Linked DNA regions of Canis lupus: region 1 is linked to region 2. A link is a contact called in public Hi-C data. All regions are on one chromosome and are shown on one strand. Each heading gives the region's core, a stretch centred on a gene start, on an enhancer-like site or on the middle of the called end of the contact. The rest is flanking DNA. Distances are from core to core; before and after follow the strand shown. Region 1 has its middle 16 kb from the start of C6H16orf72. Region 2 has its middle 38 kb from the start of C6H16orf72.

What was found. A called contact is a pair of places that touch in the nucleus more often than the background predicts.
Region 1: a contact with region 2 is called in a Hi-C map of skin fibroblasts, with 3 times the contacts expected there. The contact joins two enhancer-like sites. A contact is called at or near these places in 6 of 9 Hi-C or Micro-C datasets (amygdala, blood, liver and 1 more).

What each region holds. Positions count from the first base shown.
Region 1 is chr6:33,458,500-33,463,831 of UU_Cfam_GSD_1.0, reverse strand. No RefSeq gene overlaps it. Among named protein-coding and RNA genes, the nearest start is that of C6H16orf72, 16 kb to the right of the region's middle. Within about 2 kb of position 3,686, at least 2 of the 20 cell types and tissues checked have an H3K27ac peak or open chromatin away from gene starts, as enhancers often do. A contact at or near this core is called in blood, where this site is marked.
Region 2 is chr6:33,404,707-33,410,222 of UU_Cfam_GSD_1.0, reverse strand. No RefSeq gene overlaps it. Among named protein-coding and RNA genes, the nearest start is that of C6H16orf72, 38 kb to the left of the region's middle. Within about 2 kb of position 2,157, at least 4 of the 20 cell types and tissues checked have an H3K27ac peak or open chromatin away from gene starts, as enhancers often do. A contact at or near this core is called in blood, where this site is marked.

The DNA.
Region 1 (5,332 bases), core at 2,437-4,936, 52 kb before region 2:
AGCTCGCGGCCAAACCTTGTTTTACCCTCTCCTTAGCCCCCTGGAGTTTGTAATTCCTCCTCCCTGGATTTTTTCTTTTATTTTGGACATTTTCACGCTCAGGATAATCTGACTTTTCATCAGCGCCCCCTCCCCCCATGTATTGTTTATTGTGGCAGAAACTTTATTCCAAGATTCCTTCGGGGATTTGCTTTTGAATCCAAAGTCTTGCTACTCAAAACCAGTTCAGAGCCATTGGGGGAAAAAAAAACAGCCTCTTTTGCGAATCTTGCAAATCAAAAGCCTTGGCTTTCAAGATTATTATCTCTGCCATGAATTTCAAAAGCCTGTTTAGGAACTGGTGAAAGCCAAGAATTTGGCTCCTTGGCGCTTTCTTTTTTTGAATTGGTTTGGGTCAAGCCTCTCCAAGGGGTGTGTATCCAGAATGATCCAGGCCTCAACCTCAATGCTGGGTTTTGTGGAGAGAGGGGTCACAGGATTTCTTTTAAAAAGAGAACAAACATAGCATTGCTGCATGTGCAGAAAAATGCTCCTCGTTGCTATTTTTGTTGTTGTTAGAGTAATTTTAGTGAATTTAAATGATTTCTCAGAATGCTCACAGATGTGATGTCCATTCCCTCATTTTCCCTTATGATTTTAAGCTCTTCAACTACAATTTCTCCTCATTTAAACTTTCATGAAAAACCAAACTCTCAACTCTGGAGCAGTTACCTTCTGTTGAGTTAAGGCACCATCCTAGGTATTTCTGGAGAGTGGCTTCCCAGGGCTGTACCAGGACGCACTTGCAAACCAGCGGCCTGGCTATCACCTAAAGCCCCGTGTCATTTGAAAGCCTGATGCTTAGGGCGCCTGGGTGGCTCCGTGGTTGAGCATCTACCTTTGGCTCAGGTCATGATCCTAGGATCCCAGGATAGAGTCCTGCATTGGGCTCCCCACAGGGAGCCTGCATTTCCCTCTGTATCTCTGCCTCTCTCTGTACCTCTCTCTAGTAAGTAAATAAGATCTTTAAAAAGGAAAGAAAAGAAAAGTCTGATGCTCCTGCTTTGCCTCACATCATCTGACCTCCTGTCATAAGAGCTGGCATTAATGTTGAAGTTTATCATCTGTTTAAAAAAAAAGAAAAGTAAGATTTTTCTTTCCAGGCAAATCCACTGAAATTCCCCAATGTTTTCCAACACCAAAAGTCTCCCAGAATCAGGACTTAAACAGGATAATTCAGGTTCCGACACGATACATAGTGTCGGGGAAGGAAGGATGGTTAGTGGTGAAAGCCACTTACTGAGAATAGAATCCCTGGTGTTTATCCTCAGCTCAGCCAACAGCTTCCCTGGTGACCCCACATGTCACAGCGGGGCTCTCTTTCCAAACGGGCAGTTTTCCTGATGACAAAATCGGAATAGCCTGATGTCCTTATAGCTAGAGTCAAAAATCCTTGAATTTTTTTTTTAGGTGGCCCAAATTATCATGATTGGGTGTGATTTTTTTTTTTAACAAACTTTTAGAAGAGTTTATTATTTTGGTTTTTTTTAAGACTTTATTTTTTATTTATTCATGAGAGACACGGAGAGAGAGGCAGAGACACAGGCAGAGGGAGAAGCAGGCTCCCTGCGGGGAGCCCGATGTGGGACTCGATCCCAGGACCCTGGAATCAGGACCTGAGCCAAAGGCAGATGCTCAACCACTGAGCCACCCAGGTGCCCCAGAATAGTTTTCTTAAAAAAAAGATTTTATTTATTTATTTATTTATTTATTTATTTATTTATTTATTAGAGAGTGACAGAGCATGAGCAGGAGGCAGGACAGAGGAAGAAGCAGACTCCATGCCGTGAGGCTCAATCTGGGACCCCAGGATCATGACCTGAGCTGAAGGCAGACGTTTAACTGACTGAGTCACCCGGGCGCCCCTATTATTATGATTTCTCACTGTTTCTGTGAGCTTCAGTCCTCTGGTAGATGCAATGTCTGTCAGGTTTCTCCACTCTAAAGTGTCTGATTTGAATAGACAGTTGCATCAATTGCCTCTTCCCTTTGGCCACGTGGTTATAAATGTAATGCTAGTTTTTGTGACATAGATCTATTCAAAGGAAGGCTAGTTTTAACACACTTGATTTAGATTCACACTTTAAAAATGTGGGGGATGGGGCACCTGGCTGGTTTGGAGGAGCATACCACTCTTAATCTCAGGGTCATGAGTTCGAGCCCCACATTGTAGATTACTTAAAAATAAATAAATACGCCTAAATTTTTTTATTGATTTGTTTTTTTAAGTTTTATTTACTTATTTATTTTTAGTAACCTTTAAACCCAACATGGGGCTTGAACTCATAACCCTGAGATCAAGAGTCACACATTCCACAGACTAAGACAGTCAGGCATCCCTGGGTTCACACTTTAAATAAAGACCTTTTATTTTTTTCAGATAGAAGACATTGAGTTGCGTTAAAAGTATTACACTGAAGCAATTTGCACAGATTTTTATTTATTATTATTTTAAAGATTTTATTTATTCATGAGACACACAGAGAGAGGTAGAGACACAGGCAGAGGGAGAAGCAGGCTTCTTGTGGGAGATTTTACACAGATTTTAAACAAATATTTCATATCCGCTGTTGGTGAGTATATAGAGAAACAGGCATTTCACTCGCTGTCCAGGGTGAGAGTGGAGATGGAGAGGGCATTCAGCAATTCACCTGCAAAGGCTTGAAATATGCCACTCTAACCCTTTGATTCTATGTTTAGAAATTTATATGAAGAAAATAAATATGTATGCAAAGCTTTGGTCAACAGAAAACCCAACCTAGCTCATTGCAATATTATTTGTAGTAACCAAAAACTGGAAATAAGCTCTGTGCCCCAAATAAGAAATTAGCTTGCTTGCTTTCTTTCTTTCTTTCTTTCTTTCTTTCTTTCTTTCTTTCTTTCTTTCTTTCTTTCTTTCTTCTTTCTTTCTTTCTCTCTCTCTCTTTCTTTCTTTCTCTCTTTTCTTTCAAAATTAGCTTTAAAATGATGACACGGGCACCTGCATGGCTCAGTCAGTTAAGCGGCCAGCTCAGGGTTTCAGCTCAGGTCATAATCTCCAGGTCTTAGGATGGAGCCCCGCGTGGGCTCCGTGCTCAGAAGGAGTCTGCTTGAGAGTCTCTCTTCCTCCCTCTGTACTCCTCTCCCTGTGCACTCTCTTTCTCTCAAATAAATAATAAATCTTTAAAAAAATACAAACCTCATTAGGGAGTTATTGGGATCAAATAAGTGAATACCAAGGCCTTGCCATAAATATTAAAACATGTGGAATCGGGCAGCCCCAGTGGCCCAGCGGTTTAGAGCCGCCTTCGGCCTGGGGTGTGATCCTGGAGACCCGGGATCAAGTCCCATGTCGGACTCCCTGCATGGAGCCTGCTTCTCCCTCTGCCTGTGTCTCTGCCCCTCTCTCTCTGTGTCTGTCATGAATAAATAAATAAAATAAAATAAAAATAAAACATGTGGAATCATATGTATGGCAGGGGGACCCTTATGAGAAAGGTTATTATTGACATTAACTTGTTCTTGGCCGCATGGAGATATCCATCCCGGTCCTCTTGTGTGAGAGGGGTCATATGACTAGCTCTGGCCAACAGATTATAATCAGAAGTGATGTGTCACTTCCTATCTGAGGCAGCAAAAAGCCTCTGCAAGAGTCTCCGGGCTTCATCTTCCCCTTTGTGGAGGGCGGGGTCACAAGACAGAAGCCGCCTACATCCCTGAGTCACAGAGCATCAACCTGTGGAGGGGAGCAGCTGTGGATTGTTGCTCGGACCCAGAGTAGGCTGTGCCTGGGCCAGAGACAAACTTTTGTGGGGTTAGCTCATTAGATGTTTTTATTGTTGTTTGGTCATCGACAACAGCATAACTTATCCCATTATAACATAACTGAGTGCTTCCAGACAATAACCCAGACCATGTATTTGGACAATACAGGGCACTGCCGCTCATATCCTTTGTCCCACCACTCATGCTGGCGGATTTTTTTTAAGACTTTTTATTTATTTGACAGAGAGGGAGAGACAGAGAGAGACAGAGAGAGAGAGAGAGAGAGCACAAGCAAGGGGAGTAGCAGAGGGAGAGGGAGAAGCAGACTCTTTGCTGAACAAGAAGCCCAAAGTGGGGCTCGATTCCAGGACCCTAGGATCATGACCTGAGCCAAAGGCAGGCACTAACCGACTGAGCCACCCAGGCACCCCTAATTTTTTTTTAAATGAAATATAACTGGCGTTTGACATATAACAGTGTATTAGATTCAGGTGCATGACATGATAATTGAATATTTGTATGTGTTGTTAAATAATCACCACAGTAAATTTAGTTAACATCCATCACCACATTTTTTTCCCTCATGAATAGAACTTTTAAGATTTACTCTCTCAGGGATCCCTGGGTGGCGCAGCGGTTTGGTGCCTGCCTTTGGCCCCGGGCGCCATCCTGGAGACCCGGGATCAAGTCCCGCATCTGGCTCCCGGTGCATGGAGCCTGCTTCTCCCTCTGCCTGTGTCTCTGCCTCTCTGTGTGACTATTATAAAAAAAAAAAAAAAAGATTTACTCTTTCAGCAACTGTCAAACGTACAATACAGTATTATTAACTATACTCCCCGTGCTATACAAGGGGAGTTGTTGTTTTTTTTTTAAGATATTATTTTTAAGTAATTTCTGCACCCAAAGTGGGGCTCCAATTGCACGACTCTGAGATCAAATGTCGCAAGCTTTACCGACTGAGCCGGCCAGGTCTCCCAAGTGCCTTTTTTTAAAGAAGGAAGGAAAATGTCCTTGTGAGGTGCTCCTGGGTGGCTCAGTAGATTAAGGGTCTGCCTTCGGCTTGGGCCATGATCTCAGGGTCCTAGAATTGAGCCCCACATCGGGCTCTCTGCTCAGGGGGGATCCTGCTTCTCCCTCTCCCTACACCCCCCCGTCCTCGCTTGTGCACTCTTTCAAATAAATAAATAAAATCTTTTTAAAACAAAAAGAAAGAAAGAGAGAAAGAAAGAAAAAGAAAGAAGAAAGAAAGAAAAAAAGAAAGAAAGGATTCTAAAAAAAAAAGAAAAAAAAAAAAGGATTCTGACTTGCCAGGCCATGGTTAACGTTCCCTCATTTGGGTGGAACCAGAGAATTTGCACATTTGCACCTGTTCCTTGTGGTGGGCAGCCTCTGAGGGGGTCCCCCAAAGATCCATGCCCTTGTGTAATCGCTTTCCTATGGTGTGGGTTGGATCCACTGACTTGCCTCCAATGAATAGAATACAGCAGAAGTGATGGATGTCACCTCCAAGAGTAGGTTATGAAAAACTGTCACTTCTGTCTTGGGCACT
Region 2 (5,516 bases), core at 908-3,407:
CGGCTCAACCAGGGACGAGCTGTGTGACCTTGAGCAAACCCACTTAACCTGTCTGTGCCTCCGTGTCCTCACCTATAAGACGTGGACAATGGTAGTTTCTGTTTCGAGTTATTAGGAGGCTTAGGTGAGTTTAGTGAGTCATAAACTCCTTAGGATGGCATTTGCCATAGTTAACACAGAGCTTGACATGAAGCAGAGCTAGTGGCCTCTGTCTCCCAAGCCCCAATCCTGGTTCTTTTGCAGAGGCAACCTCATATTGTTAGCTGTCCTTCTACCCCAGGAGTCCACAGACTATAGCCTGAGGGCCAAATCCAGCCCACTGCCTGTTTTTGTAGTTTTATTTAGACTTGTGTGTTTTGCATTACTGTCCAGGGCTGCTTTGGCGCTATGAGGGCATTTGTGACAGGCTCCTTATGGTTCGCTGAGTCCCGAAGGTATGGACTGTCTGGTCCTTTATAGAAAGCTTTTGCTGCCTTCTGCTCCCGGAGCATGTCCTGTGATTTTTAAAAAAATTATTAATATTTTATTTGAGTGAGAGTAGGAATGGGGGGGTTCTCAAGAGGGGGGCAGGAGGAGAGGGAGAAGCAGACCCTCCACTGAGCAGGGAGCCCAATGCAGGGCTGGATCCCAGGACCCTGGGACCAGAACCCAAACCCAAGGCAGACATTTAACCAACTGAGCCACAGAAGTGGCCCACATGCGCTATGATTGATTGGTTGATTTATTTTTAAAAGATTTTATTCATTCATGAGAGACACAGAGAGGCAAAGAGACACAGGCAGAGGGAGAAGCAGGCTCCATGCGGGGAGCCCAATGCGGGACTCGACCCCAGGACCCCAGGATCACTCCCTGAGCGGAAGGCAGATGCTCAACCACTGAGCCACCCAGGTGCCCCGTGGCCCATATTTTTAAAATAAAAGCTTGGGGGGCGCCCACGTGGCTCATTTGGTTAAGCATCTGATAGGAGCTCAGTGTGATCTCAGGGTCAAGACCGAGCTCAGCGGGCAGTCTTGGCCCTCTGTCCCTCCCCTTGCTTGTGCTCTCTCGCTCACCCTTTCTCAAAATCTTTTTTTTAAAGTTTAAAATAAAAGCTTGATTGTAAGTAAACATCACCGATAGAAATAAAAATTGAAAAAGGAAAAAGGAACTGTGACAAGGATGACAGATTTAATCTCTCTGTGTATATCTCCATGGTTACCTACATACACGTGTGCAATATGCACATATGCAAATAAGGAGTATGCCCAAAAAGGAGAAATGGACCCAAAGACATGCACAGGGAGTTTTCAGAAGCAGAAATACAAGTGACCAGTCAATATTATGAATCAAAAGTTCAACTTTAAAAAAAAAAAGTTCGACCTTACTTTGTGAAATTCAGATTTGAAAAGGAGCCTCTGTGTTCTGACTTCGCTTTTGAAAAGAAAAGTTGCTACTACCTCGCCCCGGGAAGCCTGACATGATGGGGCCTGGCACACGCTGTTCCTGATGGGCACCTGGCTGTCACGCTGAAAAGGAGGTTGGTCTATAGGAGGATCTTTAAAATCATTCCTAGTCTCCTGTCCTCTAAGCTCCATTTCTAAGTATTAATCCCAACAGGGGGGAAAACCAACTGTAAAAGGCGTTTCTTAAGCAACAATACAAAGTGCAGTATTTGGATTAACAAGACCCCATAAACCTAACGATTGGGAACTGAGCAAACATACCGGCTTCACCAGGCTGCTATTTATAAATATATGGAGCGTGCTCTGACGGTTATTTCAAGAAACGGGGGAATGCTCTTCATACAGTAAATGTGTACAGCATGGTCTTAATTGGACTAGAACGGCGCCAGGCAGCAAGTTTTCAATACACGTCAGCTACTCTTCATTATGAAGGATTTCAAACCTTCTAGTGACCCTTCATTCATTCATTCATTCGTTCATTCATGTAATTCATTGGCCGGGTGACGTGCATCTGAGCGTCTCCCCGGGTCGGTGAGCCGGGAAGGGCTGTGAGGCGTGTCCCTGGCTTCCCTCCTCCCCAACTCGCCGGCTCCCTGGGACTTCCACTGGCTCTGTTTCTGGCTGGGCACTGCCATCTAGAGGCCCCGGGCCCACAGGACAGCTGCCCCTTGCAGGTCCCTTGCAGCCCCTCACACCGACTCTGGGCGCAGCTGCCCAGACCCTCTCTCACTGCACACGCGCTGCCTGGGAGAGCTGCTTGTTTTCTGGAAGCCTCGGAGGACCGTCACCGCGAGGAAGACCCCCTCCAGTTCCCTTGTGGCAAGATCTTTGTATGGATCAAGGAAGCCTTGGGGGCATGTTTCTTAAAATGTGGTCCTTGAACCCTCATTAGTGTCGGTAGGTGGGGACCCTGATAGTAAAGACCCAGGGCCCATCCCATTGCCCCTGAATCAGACCTCCTTGGGGCAGGGGAGGCAGGGATACTGAATGTTTAGAATTCTACCTCCCCCCCTCCACCCCAAGTGATTCTGATACAGGCTGAAGTTGAAGAGCCATCCACCCAGACCAGTGATACTTTATAACGAAATGGGGCTGGGGCTGGGGCTTGGTGCTGAGCCTTTGACTTTCTCCTTTGAAACATACACATAGGGATGCCTGGGTGGTTGCGCATCTGCCTCTGGCTCAGGTCCTGATCCTGGATCGAGTACGTTGGGCTCCCCGTGGGGAGCCTGCCTCTCCCTCTGCCTGTGTCTCTGCTTCTCATGAATAAATAAAATCTTAAAAAGAAACACATAGATAAATTGTTTAAGAGGTTCCTTGACTATTTTTTTAAAGATTTATTTATTCAGAGAGAGCGGCAGAGACACAGGCAGAGGGAGAAGCAGGCTCCACACAGGGAGCCCGACTTGGGACTCGATCCCAGGTTTCCAGGATCACACCCCGGGCTTCAGGTGGTGCTAAACCGCTGCGCCACCGGGGCTGCCCCTTCCTTGACTATTTTAAGGTTTCTTTTTAAATTAAAAATTACCTCCCCCCCTTTTTTAGTGATCTCTACACCCAGTGTAGGGCTTGAGCTCACAACCCCAAGATCAAGAGTCACATGCTTCTCTGACAGAGCTAGCCAAGCACACCTCCCCTAAGACTTTTTTTTTTAAAGAGTATTTTTAGGTTTACAGCAAAATCGAGAGGAGGTACAGAGATTTCTCATACACACCCTACCCCACCCCTGATGCTCAGCCTCCCGCACTATCCACCCCACCAGAGTGGGACGTGTGTTACGGTCGATGAACCTACACTGACTGCATCATCACCCAAACTTACAGTTTGCATACGTGTTCACCTAGGTGGTGGACCTTCCATGGGTTTGGCCACGTGTATAATGACGTGTATCCGTCATTATGGCATCATACAGACTCATTTCACCGTCCTGAATATCTCCACGGGCTTCACCTATTCATCAGCCTCTGGCGACCACAGTGATCCTTTTACTGTCTCCAAACTTTGCCTTTTCCAGAGTGTCCTGTAGTTGGAGACACACAGTATGTAGCCTTTGCAGCCTGGCTTGTTTCACTTGGTGATGTGCATTGAACTTTCCTCCTTGTCTTTTCATGGCTTGAAAGTTCCTTTCTTAGTGATGAATAACATCCCATTGCCTGGATGTACCACAGTTTGTGAATAAAGCTGCTGCAAACAGCCACGTGCAGGATTTTGTGTGGACATAAGCATTCAGCTCCTCTGGGTAAATACCAAGGGATGCAATTGCTGGATCACGTGGTAGGAGTATGGTTAGTGGTGTAGGAAACTGCCAGATTCTCTTCCAAAGTCGCTGTTCGATTTTTTGTTCCTGTGAATGAACAAGGGTGCCAGCTGTTCCACGTCCTTGCCAGTATTTCATGTTTTTGGTGTTCAGATTTTGGCCATTCTAACAGGTATGTGCTGGTATCTCACTATTGTTATAATTTGACATGCCTGATGATATGTGATGAGGAGCATCTTTTCTTTTATAAAGATTTTATGGGGGATCCCTGGGTGGCCCAGCGGTTTAGCACCTGCCTTCGGCCCGGGGCGAGGTCCTGGAGTCCCGGGATCGAGTCCCACATTAGGCAGAGACACAGGCAGAGGGAGAAGCAGGCTCCCTGTGGGAGCCCGATGTGGGACTCGACCCAGGGAATCCGGGATCATGACCTGAGCTGAAGGCAGATGCTCAACAGCTGAGCCCCCCAGGCACCCCAGGAGCATCTTTTCATATGCTTATTTTCCATCTGTATATCTTCTTTGGTGAAGTGTCTGTTAAGTTCTTTGGCCCTTTTTAAAATCAGGTTGTTTCTTTACTCTTGAATATTTTCTTTTCTTTTTCTTTTTCTTTTTAAATAAAATAGATTTTATTTTTAAGTAATCTCCACACCCAGCGTGGGACTGGAACTCATAATCCTGAGATCAAAAGTCGTAGTCTCCACGGAATCAGCCAGCTGAGTGCTCCCTTATTGTTGAGTTTTAAGAGCTCTTTGTCTCTTTTGGATAACAGTCCTTTATCAGATATGTCCTTTGCAATATTTTCTCTCAGTGTGTGGCTTGTCTTTTAATTCTCTCTCTCTCTTTTTTAAAAAAAGATTTTATTTATTTATTCATGAGAGACACACAGAGAGAGGCAGAGACACAGGCAGAGGGAGAAGCAGGCCCCATTCCGGGAGCCGGATATGGGACTCTATCCCGGGACCCCAGGATCACGCCCTGAGCGGAAGGCAGACGCTCAACCACTGAGCCACCCAGGTGCCCCTCAAACTTTAAAAGTGCAGTATCTCTGTGGCAGAGAAGAATAAGCAGAATAGCAAAAAATAGGTTTCCTCCTTTTCTAGGGGATATAGGCGAATGAACCAGCCCCCCTCACATCCCAGGGGGTTTGCTAGCAACGGATGGATCCTGCTATCCAGGGCTCACTGTGGCCATGTCTGCAGCACCTGACACCCTTCACAAAAATTAACCCAAGTTTTTTTTGTAACCACAGACTTATATGTAAAATGTAAAACTATCAAACTCCCAGAAGATAGCAGAGGGGAACCCAGATAGATGAACTTGGGCATGGTGATGAACTTTAGTTTTATAGTAATGATTTTCAGATACAACACCAAAAGCACGATCCATGAAATAAATAATTGATAAACCGGTCTTCATTAAAAATCAAAAATATAATAAAAAGAATCAAAAATTTCTGTCCCACATCCCACAGGGTCACCTGGGTGCCTCCGTCAGCTGAACATCTGACTCTTGATTTTTGGCTCAGGTCGTGATCTCAATGTTGTGGGATCGAGCCCCGCATCAGGCTCCACACTCAGTGGGGAGCCTGCTTGTCCCTCTCCCTCCACTCTTGCTCGCTCTCAAGTCTAAAAAATATTGAAAAAAACTTCTGCTCTACAAAAAACAACATCAAGAAAATTAAAAGACATAGGACACCTGGGTGGCTCAGTGGTTGAGCATCTGCCTTTGGTTCAGGTCATGATCCTGGGGTCCTGAGATCGAGTCCCCGCAGGGAGCCTGCTTCTCCCTCTGCCTATGTCTCTGCCTCTCTCTGTGTGT